3 separate regions of the Hordeum vulgare genome follow, and regions 1 and 2 are each linked to region 3. A link is a contact called in public Hi-C data. All regions are on one chromosome and are shown on one strand. The core of a region is the stretch at or near the end of the contact, and the rest is flanking DNA. Distances in the headings are between cores, read along the strand shown.

The links. A called contact is a pair of places that touch in the nucleus more often than the background predicts.
Region 1: a contact with region 3 is called in a Hi-C map of leaf, with 5 times the contacts expected there. The contact joins two enhancer-like sites. A contact is called at or near these places in 2 of 6 Hi-C or Micro-C datasets (leaf and seedling).
Region 2: a contact with region 3 is called in a Hi-C map of leaf, with 5 times the contacts expected there. The contact joins the promoter of LOC123449015 here to the enhancer-like site in region 3. A contact is called at or near these places in 2 of 6 Hi-C or Micro-C datasets (leaf and seedling) and 1 of 1 datasets of contacts at active chromatin or transcription factors (embryo).

Annotation. Positions count from the first base shown.
Region 1 is chr4H:474,176,553-474,179,807 of MorexV3_pseudomolecules_assembly, forward strand. LOC123449016 (palmitoyltransferase Hip14-like) reads right to left here. Exons shown (of 11, transcript XM_045126079.1): 9 at 2,685-2,744; 10 at 2,534-2,585; 11 at 2,165-2,428. The coding sequence ends at 2,352. Among protein-coding and RNA genes, the nearest start is that of LOC123449016, 7.3 kb to the right of the region's middle. Within about 2 kb of position 1,844, at least 2 of the 3 cell types and tissues checked have open chromatin away from gene starts, as enhancers often do. A contact at or near this core is called in leaf, where this site is marked.
Region 2 is chr4H:474,036,864-474,040,222 of MorexV3_pseudomolecules_assembly, forward strand. It overlaps LOC123449015 (putative clathrin assembly protein At2g25430), which reads left to right and starts at 1,265. Exons shown (of 2, transcript XM_045126076.1): 1 at 1,265-1,611; 2 at 1,938-3,359. The coding sequence starts at 2,022.
Region 3 is chr4H:473,724,127-473,727,391 of MorexV3_pseudomolecules_assembly, forward strand. No RefSeq gene overlaps it. Among protein-coding and RNA genes, the nearest start is that of LOC123449015, 310 kb to the right of the region's middle. Within about 2 kb of position 1,570, at least 2 of the 3 cell types and tissues checked have open chromatin away from gene starts, as enhancers often do. A contact at or near this core is called in leaf, where this site is marked.

The sequences.
Region 1 (3,255 bases), core at 594-3,093, 450 kb after region 3:
GGATTGCCATGCACCAAATGCACTGGAGCTATTAGTTTATGAAAGCTCTCCTAATGGACTAGTGGGGTGTGCATACAACTTGCTTGCTCACGAAGACCCAAAGCATTTGAGGAAGCTCGTCATTGGAATATAACAAGGCAAGTTCTATAAGGTAGAAGTCCCCAACTAGTATATAAAACATGAACCATATAAAAATTCTATACGAAATGCAGTAGTGCTACTTTCAAGCCTCTTTATGATATCTGCTGAAACCAGGTGCTCCTTCGAAGCACATGTATACACTTGAAAGGAATAGTATGTCACTCCCCCTCTCTTGTTCTCTCTTTGGCACTTATGTGCTCCTTTTTTATCCTCGCGAGTAGAAGCAACACTCCATAATGATGACAACACATTTTAAATTTACTTTCAACTCAAAAGATGAACATTATGTAGAAACTCTAATGAATGTCTTTGAAAGTGTACCAGGAGTAGCATATATGAAACAATGATGAACGATGGTCTAGCCCCAGCAATATCATGCCAACTCAAAATATGGATTACATTGTAAATCTAGATGCTAATTTGTCTCGCTTGTGCGAGACAGAGCGTTGCATCGCCTTTAGGTTGTTTCTAAATGCATCAGCGTATGGTTACACATGTGCATGTAGGAACACATATTACTCTTTTATATATTTTTTCAGGATATTCTAAATACATATACTTCTAATATATTGAATTTTTTGTAAACGTCTAGCACACATTAAAAAAAATTATTGCAGTGGAAAATATTTGTTTGTGTAAGTTATAGTAGATATGATAGTATTCCAAAAAATGTTTGTGCCATTTTAAAAACATATATATATAACGATAAAAAAATCATGCAAATGAAAAATTAGACGTGACATTTTACTCAAAATATTCAGATGTTTAAAAATATGTATGTGACATTTTACAAAAATGTATGTGCAATGTAATAAATTGTTCATGTAGTTTCTAAAAAAATGTAACGTATTATTCGAAGAAAAGTGTCAACATGTATTTGGAATTTTTAACAAGTATACAAAAAATATTCAAAATTGTACTTGAGAAATATTTTCATGCATTTGAAGAATGTTCAATATGTAAACAAAAAATATTTTACATATATGCGATAAATTTATAGCTTGTATTGAAAAAGTAGACATGTATCTGGAAAAAAACGGAACAGAGAGAGAAAACATCAAAAGAAAAAAGATAAAGAATGAAGGAAAAAAACATGAAAAATGGGCTTGTGACGAGTTAGTGTTGGATGAGGAGGTTGTGACAACTGATGATGTTAATACCTCTGGCCATGAAATAATAGAAGAATGAACTGGACCGAGGCAATGTGGACAAACAGAGGTTAGAGAAGGATCTGGATAGGCTTCCATCTATTTCGGTCGCGGTAAACCTTTCCCTATTGAGTCATATTACTAGCTAGGACTTAAACGACATTTGTGTGTGGTAAGATCGCTGCTAATGAGAAGGAAGATCACAACTTACACTGTGCACCACCAAACACCGCATAATGCATTAATCCAGACCAACACTGGCCACCAAACGCCATGGAAAAATTGGTTCCTGAATGCAGTCAGTGTACATACAGGCTACCAAACAACATGCACTGCATGATTTTTGGCTTACAGGTGCAAAGACCCAAAAACGGTGCAACCTACCGCACACAAAATAGACATCCCCAAATGCACGCCGAGAGGACTGCAGTGTGGTTTCCCCGCACGGCAATGCACCTTCTTAAACTGGCTGGCGGCTAAGCAGCACGTCGTTGTCGGTTCAGGCATAGAGAAGCTGGGAAGTCATCGTTGCCTCAGCGTCACACTTTTCTCTTGTGGCAATCGCTAGTGGGGCAGCGAAAATGACAGCAACAAACTGATGCACTGCACTAGTCTGCATTATGCAGTAAACCTCCATCGAGATATGCAGAATTACTTACTACTATTTCAACACAACGGATCGACCTGGTCAAAGGTGTAATTACTTACTACTATTCCAACACAACGGATCCACCTGGTCAAAGGTGTAGCGCTCAAAGCATGGAAGTACCATTTGCAGGAATATAGCCTGAATTGCCATACTGATGAACTGATAACCATACTTGGTCGGGTGCCCAGATCACATTTGCGGCGACGCGGCATTCATCAGCACACAGTTACAGTCCAAAGAGGATTTTCAAATAATGTTAACTTCTCATATTAAGGCAGACACCGGACTGCCACAGTCCAAATGATGCACAGACCGATGAATATGAATCAGTGTAACAATAACAGGCAAAACATATCTCCAGGAATCTTGAGTGGGTGGTCTCCGGTCTTGGTGCGTTTTAGATGGTACTTGTATTATTTCGGCTTCAGGAACTCCCTAATGTTACAAAGTATGCCTTTGTCGTATGGATTGACAAACTTGACTTCAAAATCTGCATTTGTGGTTTGAAGAGCAAAAAAAGTCAAACATGTTTCGTATTTAAAACGCAATAAGAGGAATTAGTCGGTCAGCCATAATGTTTATACAGGTAAAGCACCTGACTGAGGCTGTTCCTTCATTTGGAATTCAGGATATTTCTTCCAGTTTATCTGGATAAATCTCACCTCTTAGCTATAAGAAACAGCAAACGAGAAGACGACCTGCAATTGGTGAAGAAAGAGTCCAAAGCATGGGAAATTTGACATTACCCACTCATCTGTCCTGATGTTGAAGCAGATGCCGTACACATGCCATATCAGGAACACAACCTGGCAAGGAACAGCAAAATTCATACCCAGGACATATGAGAAACAACACGGTAGTAAACAGTCATAATCAGCAAATTTGGTCTAGAAAAAGGCTCACAGCAACACAAGTGCAGCCATGGCCTTGCATAGGAAGATAGATTTCAAGCTGTGCCAAAAATAAAAAGATCCGCCAGCTGACATATTTAAGGTATTTGGTCAATCATAGAAAATGCATCCAGTGACTGAAATTAGAGAGAGCAAACTGATATTTCTATTTGCATGCTTTCAGTGTGCATCTATATCAGGATTGATGTAGCTAAATACTCCCTCCGTCCCATAATACAAAAGCATTTTTTACACTAGGACAGAGGGAGTATAATTTTGCAAATGTCAGTTGTGATCCTCTGCAGCGTACATTATTTGTATTCATTCTCTGTCTGTAATTTATGAAGCATGACCTGTTTAACGATTATCCTCAATTCTATCCAAAATTTTATTCTGATTATCTTGTCAGATAAATTGTTGATTGCAT
Region 2 (3,359 bases), core at 15-2,514, 310 kb after region 3:
CTTCTTCATCATAGACACCACGGACGTCGACGACCTCTTCCGGAACGACAACTTCTTTCTCGACGTCAACAACCTCTTCGACAACATGGATGATGTCAATGCCAGTCCCACTCCTGCTGCTGTTGCAACTCAGTACGTGTTCGTGTTCTTCTTGTTTGAATTCCTATCTCAACTTATTGCTCTAGTTTATATTGGATATGTTGCATTCCTACTCACCACTTCAGATGCTCCTTGCATACTTTTTATTTTATTGCGTGACTTGTCTTATAACTGCTATAGTAGTCATGATTTATCTATTATTTCTGCTAGTAAAATCACATGGTAAAACACTTATATTTCTAGCATTTGCTATGTTTGATTTGAACTATTTGCTATACTTGGATGGACGTGATGCAACCAAAAGACGACCACACATTGGATGCACGCTTTGCGCATCAAGAAATCCATGCAAATGTCGCTCCAATGCGACCTCAAACGAACAAAGTCCGGATAAAACAGACGTCCGTTTAAAATATATTTTTTAAACATAGTACATATGCAAACCCTCGTATACAGACACATACACTCACCTATATGAATATACACACGCACTCCTTGTCTTTATGAGCAACTTAAAAAAAACTGAGCTACGCATGAGCTTAAAATTTATAAAATCATCATAGACACCTCGTTGTCGACGGGAACGCCTTCTTTCACTAAATACGCATCATCAAAAATATTAAAATAAAAGCGAACACGAGAATTCAAGACCTGATCGACTGAGATACCGTACTCTAACCATCCAACCATGATTCACGTCCATTTGGAATAGTTCGAGTCGCTGTACCGCGCGAAAGGAAAGAAAGGTTTGACAACGAGAACAGCTACTGACTGCGCATGACACGCAGAAATTTACCTTCTCTATTGAGCACCAAAATCGATGGTCCGTCGGTCCAAAGCACCAGACCACCCTACAGTTCTACACACCGACAGCGATAGCGCGCGGTAGAGTGTGGACTGTGGACGGGCCCGACGTCAACGGCACGGCGACCCTCCGGCGTCACCCTCCAGGCGTACGCGGCCGCAGCTGGCACCATTTGCATGATCACCACCGCACCGCACCGCACCGTCTGCAGGGCTGGCATAGCGTGGCCGCATTGACCTCGTGCCCTCCCACGCCGGCGCGAGGAGGTAAAATAGTAAGCGGCAGCGTACGGGGGTAGGCGCCGAGCCGCCGACCGACACAGGGGCAGTAGGGTACTAGGGTGCGCGTCGGCGCGAGCGGGACCAAGACGGAAGGAAGCCACGCGAAGCTCGCTGCTTTCTTTCTTGCTTGCCTCCTCCGTCCTCCCGCCCCCAAAATAAAAATCTGAAAACAGCAAGGCACCAAACGCCCGGGAGCACCCAACACACCACCACACACCATTTCTTCCCCCTCCCCGCGGACCTCAGCCGGCTTACCCTCCCGCCTCCTCCTCCTCCGAAAGCCCAGGTCAAACTCCCCCAGCCAGCGAGGGAGACGGGGGAGAGAGGAGAGAGAGGCTCTCGGATCCGAGCTGCTCCCTCCCGTGCCCGCCCAGATCTCCTCCGCAGCCCAGCACCCGACGCCCCGGATCTGCGCCCGTCGCAAAGGTATTCCCTTTTTCATCCAATCTCGCTCCCCGGATCTGCGCCTCCTCCCCGGAGCCGGAGGTGGCTTCCGTTCCTAGCTCCGCGGCTGCAGAGTAGGAGTAGCTAGCTAACTTAGCTGATCTAGTTTAGATGATGATGATGATAAGCATCGAGAGCGGAGTTTATGGTAGGCCCACCAGAGCAAATCTCGCCTCCCGGCTCCGGGGATCTCGAGCTCCGGTAGATATCATTATGTCTTTCCAATTTAAACCCCGCAAAATGTTTTAAGGATCTGGGTCTGGCTTTGATGAAATCTCCGAGGCTCATGCCGTGCTACTTTTGGTCAGATCTACAAGCGACAGGCGGGCGGCTGCGGTTGCTGGTAGTTGGTTGGTTGGTTGGTTGGCGAGGAGGAGGATTAGGCGGCGGAGATGTCGTCGAGCACGATCCGGAAGGCGCTGGGCGCCGTCAAGGACCAGACCAGCATCGGGCTTGCCAAGGTCACCAGCAACATCGCGCCGGAGCTCGACGTGCTCATTGTCAAGACCACCAGCCACGACGACGAGCCGGCCGAGGAGCGCCACATCCGCGAGATCCTCCACCTCACCTCCGGATCCCGCGCCCACGTCGCCGCCGCGGTCGCCGGGTGCGCCCGCAGGCTCTCCCGCACCCGCGACTATGTCGTCGCGCTCAAGTCGCTGATGCTCGTGCACCGTCTCCTCACCGACGGCGACCCCTTCTTCCACCGCGAGCTCCTCCACGCCACGCGTCGGGGCACCCGCCTCCTCAATCTCTCTGACTTCCGTGACGAGGCACACTCTGGGTCGTGGGACCACTCTGCCTTCGTCCGCACCTATGCGCTGTACCTTGACCAGCGCCTCGAGTTCCTCCTCCACGAGCGGAAGCAGGGCTCCAACGCTAATGGAAGCACCAGCCTGAACGGGCCATCCCCGCGTGACCGTTGGGGTTCTCCTGACCCGTATGGCCGGCGGTCACCCTCGTACACCTCCCCTCCGGGGAATGGGTATGGAGGGTACGATGATAACCGTGAGAGGAATGGTGGGAACTCTGATGACAAGAGGCCGCTGACCCCTGTGAGGGATATGAAGCCGGAGCGGGTCCTTGGCCGCATGCACCACCTGCAGCAGCTGCTCGATAGGTTCCTCGCCTGCCGCCCCACAGGTGGTGCGAAGCAGAGCAGGATGGTGCTGGTTGCACTGTATCAGATGGCGAGGGAGAGCTTCCAGCTCTACGCTGATATCTGTGAGGTGCTTGCAGTTCTACTGGACAGGTTCTTTGACATGGAGTATGCTGATTGTGTGAAGGCCTTTGAGGCATATGCCAGTGCGGCAAAGCAGATTGATGAGCTTTGCTCATTTTATGCTTGGTGTAAGGACACCGGGGTTGCGAGATCATCGGAGTACCCAGAGGTGCAGCGGGTCACTGATAAGTTACTGGAGACATTGGAGGAGTTTATGAGGGACCGGGCAAAGCGTCCCAAGAGCCCACCACGGGAGCCTGAGCCCGAGCCCGTCAAGGAGGAAGAGCCAGAGCCGGAGGACATGAACAGCATCAAGGCGCTTCCTGCACCAGAGGACTACAAGGAGCCTGAACCCGAGAAGGTGGAGGAAGAGGTGAAGCCAGAGCCCCCGCCGCAGCCCCAGGGTGATCTGGTGGATCTTAGAGAAGACACTGTGAGTGCAGACGAGCAAGGTAATAGGCTTGCTCTGGCCCTATTCCAAGGACCACCTGCTGCTGGTGGTAGCAAT
Region 3 (3,265 bases), core at 320-2,819:
TCGGTCGCTCGCAGCGTCAAATAGGAAATTCCAAAAATACATGTCGTTGGTTGAGAACTCACCACCAACACCCTCCCCCTTTAAGGGTGCACCAAACTCACCTGGTCTACTTGTTTTGCAAAATAAACGTTGCTCCCGGAATAATAGTCTCACCTCTCTCCTTTCCACCTAATCTTATCAATGGAGACCTTGAAAACATGTTTCCATTTTTTTAAAATGTTCATGAATCTAAGAATTGTTTTCAAATTTGAAAAATGTTCCAATTTCGAGAAAACATTCATGTTTTATATCTTTGGGAGATTTTACAAAAATGTTCCCATATTACAAAAAAAAATCGCTTTTCAAAAATAACTATAAGTTAAAAAATGTTCACGTTTTTGATTTATGTTTGGGGGTTTCAAAAAATCTTCTGATTTCAAAATTTGTTAACCAATTTTAAGAAAATTTGCATCTTTTCAAATTTCATTGGCAGTTCAATACATGTTTCAATTTAAAGAACTGTTTGCAAATTCCAAAAAAAAGTTCATGTTTGAATTTTTGTTCGGGAGTTTTAAAATATGTACGCAAGTTTTAAAAACTGTTCATGTTTTCAAGTTTTGTTCGAGAGTCTCAAAAAATGTTCCCATTTTTCAAAAATGTTCATGTATCAAAAAATTGTTTTTGAATTTGAAAAATGTTCCGGTTCCTTAAAGGCATTCACGTTTTCTATTTTTGGGAGATTTTACATAAATCTCCCGTTTGCAAAAATTGTTTGCATTTTTTGAATTGGTTGAGTTTATTCAAATTTTATTAAACATTTCTAAAAGTCTTTGATGTTTCATACAACCTTCACGTTTTTTCTCAAAATAAAGTTTTGCATACCAAATGTTAAGAACGTTCGGATGTGCGCTCGATTTTGTTGTTAACACTTTGCGCTGCGATAAAACAAGGTAGTTCTCTAGTGCTATTGGCTAGTTGTACTTCTTTGAAGGGTTTGGTCTCAGTTCGAACCCTACCAGCGACATGGCTGGCCCAGTCGGGAGACCCGTCTGTGCGTGTGGTCGACATTCTGCCGCAAAGAACGATACGTACGATACATAGGACTTTTCTGTATTTTCCGCTCTTTTCAAATCATTGTTTTTTGTTCAAAAAAAGCGTGGACCATGCTCAGTTCAGCCCATCCGGTAGTTGCCGGACAGATAAGATGGCCTAGTCGAGTGGATGATAGGGGCGGACGAAAATTATAATGGATGAGCGACTGACAAAACAAAATGAACAAAATTGCGAAAGCAAGAAGTGTTTATCTCTTTATCAATAGGTATAGATGTAAATATATGAAACACTTAGACACATACGTTATACTTTCACTAGAATGACGTGCACCACAATATATATACGGCCAAGATGTTGACACAACGATGAAAAAGTAAACATCGTTTGCAGTAATGCCCAGTCGCTTTCAAGACAGCGGATAAAGCAACTTCACTATCCCAATAAAAAAATGGGCTAATTAACTAGGACTAGCAGTTATATGCCTTGCTTTAGATGTGGTATATCTATGTGCTCTCTTTCTTAAATCGTTGTTCTTTTGTTAAACAAAAGTGTGGACCACACCCAGTTCAGCTCATCCAGTAGTTAGGAGACGGATAAAACAGCCAATCAAGTGGATGACAGGGGGCGAACGAAAATTGAAATGAACGAGCGACTCACAAATCAAAATGGACAAAATTGTGAAAGCATTCCTTTATTAATATGTATAGATATAGATATAGATATACGAGACACTTAAACACACATATTATACTTTCACTAGTAGAATGATGTACACCACAATATATATGCGGCCAAGATGCTCACACAACAATGAAAAAGTAGACATCATCCGCGGTAATGCCCAGTCACTTTCAAGACTGCGGATAAAGCAACTCCATTATCTCAATAGAAAAAATGGGGCAATTAACTAGGACTAACAGTTATATGCCTTGCTTTAGGTGTGAGATATATCTATGGGTATCATCTTTAGAGCAAGTACAATAGTAAATTTATAGTCCGCTTACATGATGTTTTCGTCTATATGAAGGAGAGAGGTGAAAAAAATAAAAAGAATAGGCTCTGTTGCAAGATATCATATATGCGTACAACTGAGCAAATAAAATAAATACTAAGAAAGAGATAAAGAGAAGGAAAAAAATACTCCTTCCGTCTCGTTTTATAGAACGGGTGCGTAGTTCAAGGTCAACGAAAGTATATCATTCGATTTTTAAGCGAGTGTAGTTTTTAAACATATATTTTTTAATTAATATATTACATATTTAGTTAGTTAAATTGTTAACCTAAAATGACGTGCATGTCTTATAAACCGAAACGAATGAAGTAGTATTCTTACAGTTAATCTTATAACTAATCTTATTATATATGTGACTATAAATGATGACTATATGTGACATGAGCTATATTATTAACCATGCTCTTAGAGTATACAAAGGTGTAGCAAATTGATCATGATGTTTCTTGGCCTTCGTGTTGTTACTGGCTTCCCTAACGCCTCCTGCGCTCAAGCTCTCCTTCCTCCTTCACTGGGCCCTCTTTTCCCCATCCCTGGCGGCCACGGTGGCCGGCGGTGAGGGGAAGTGGGGTCCGGATCTTGTATCATACTTTCTCCGTTTAAAAATACTATTCATAGGAATGGATGCATCTAGATGTATTTTAGTTCTAGATACATTCATTTTTATAAATTTGTGCGACAAGTAATTCCGGACGGAGGGAGTATGTGTAATAGTTGGGTGTTTCTCTCCAATAAATCAGATCTGGTTCCTCCTCATATTCTTCGGTTCATCTTTGTTGCGGCCATGGTGGCCGAAATAAGGCTACAAAAGCTAAAAAGCGACACGGATCTAAGGCCCTTCCTTGGTTTAGCGTTGTGCACGGGGGTTGTGGTGCTTTGGATTGGGATTTCTCTCTCTCTATCCTAAGCTTTTCTTGTCTTCATGGAGAAGGAAAGAAAGGCAAGGGAGGAGAGGAATTCCTGGATCTAAAGTCGTGGGTTGTGGGGGATGCTGGTGGTGGCGATACTCATGACTATGGTGGCGAGGTGCCTACTACCGTTTCAAGGATTCAAAGCCGGTGACTCCTTGGTCTTCCCTAACCTGGAGGGCAACCATGTGCTTCTACTGCTGGCTTCTTTTTACCATCATGGTGATGGAAGAAGAGCAGGGTAAATGTTGAGTAAATAGGTAATTTTTTGAATAGATTAATCCACGAAATAATTATTAACATGTCATTGACT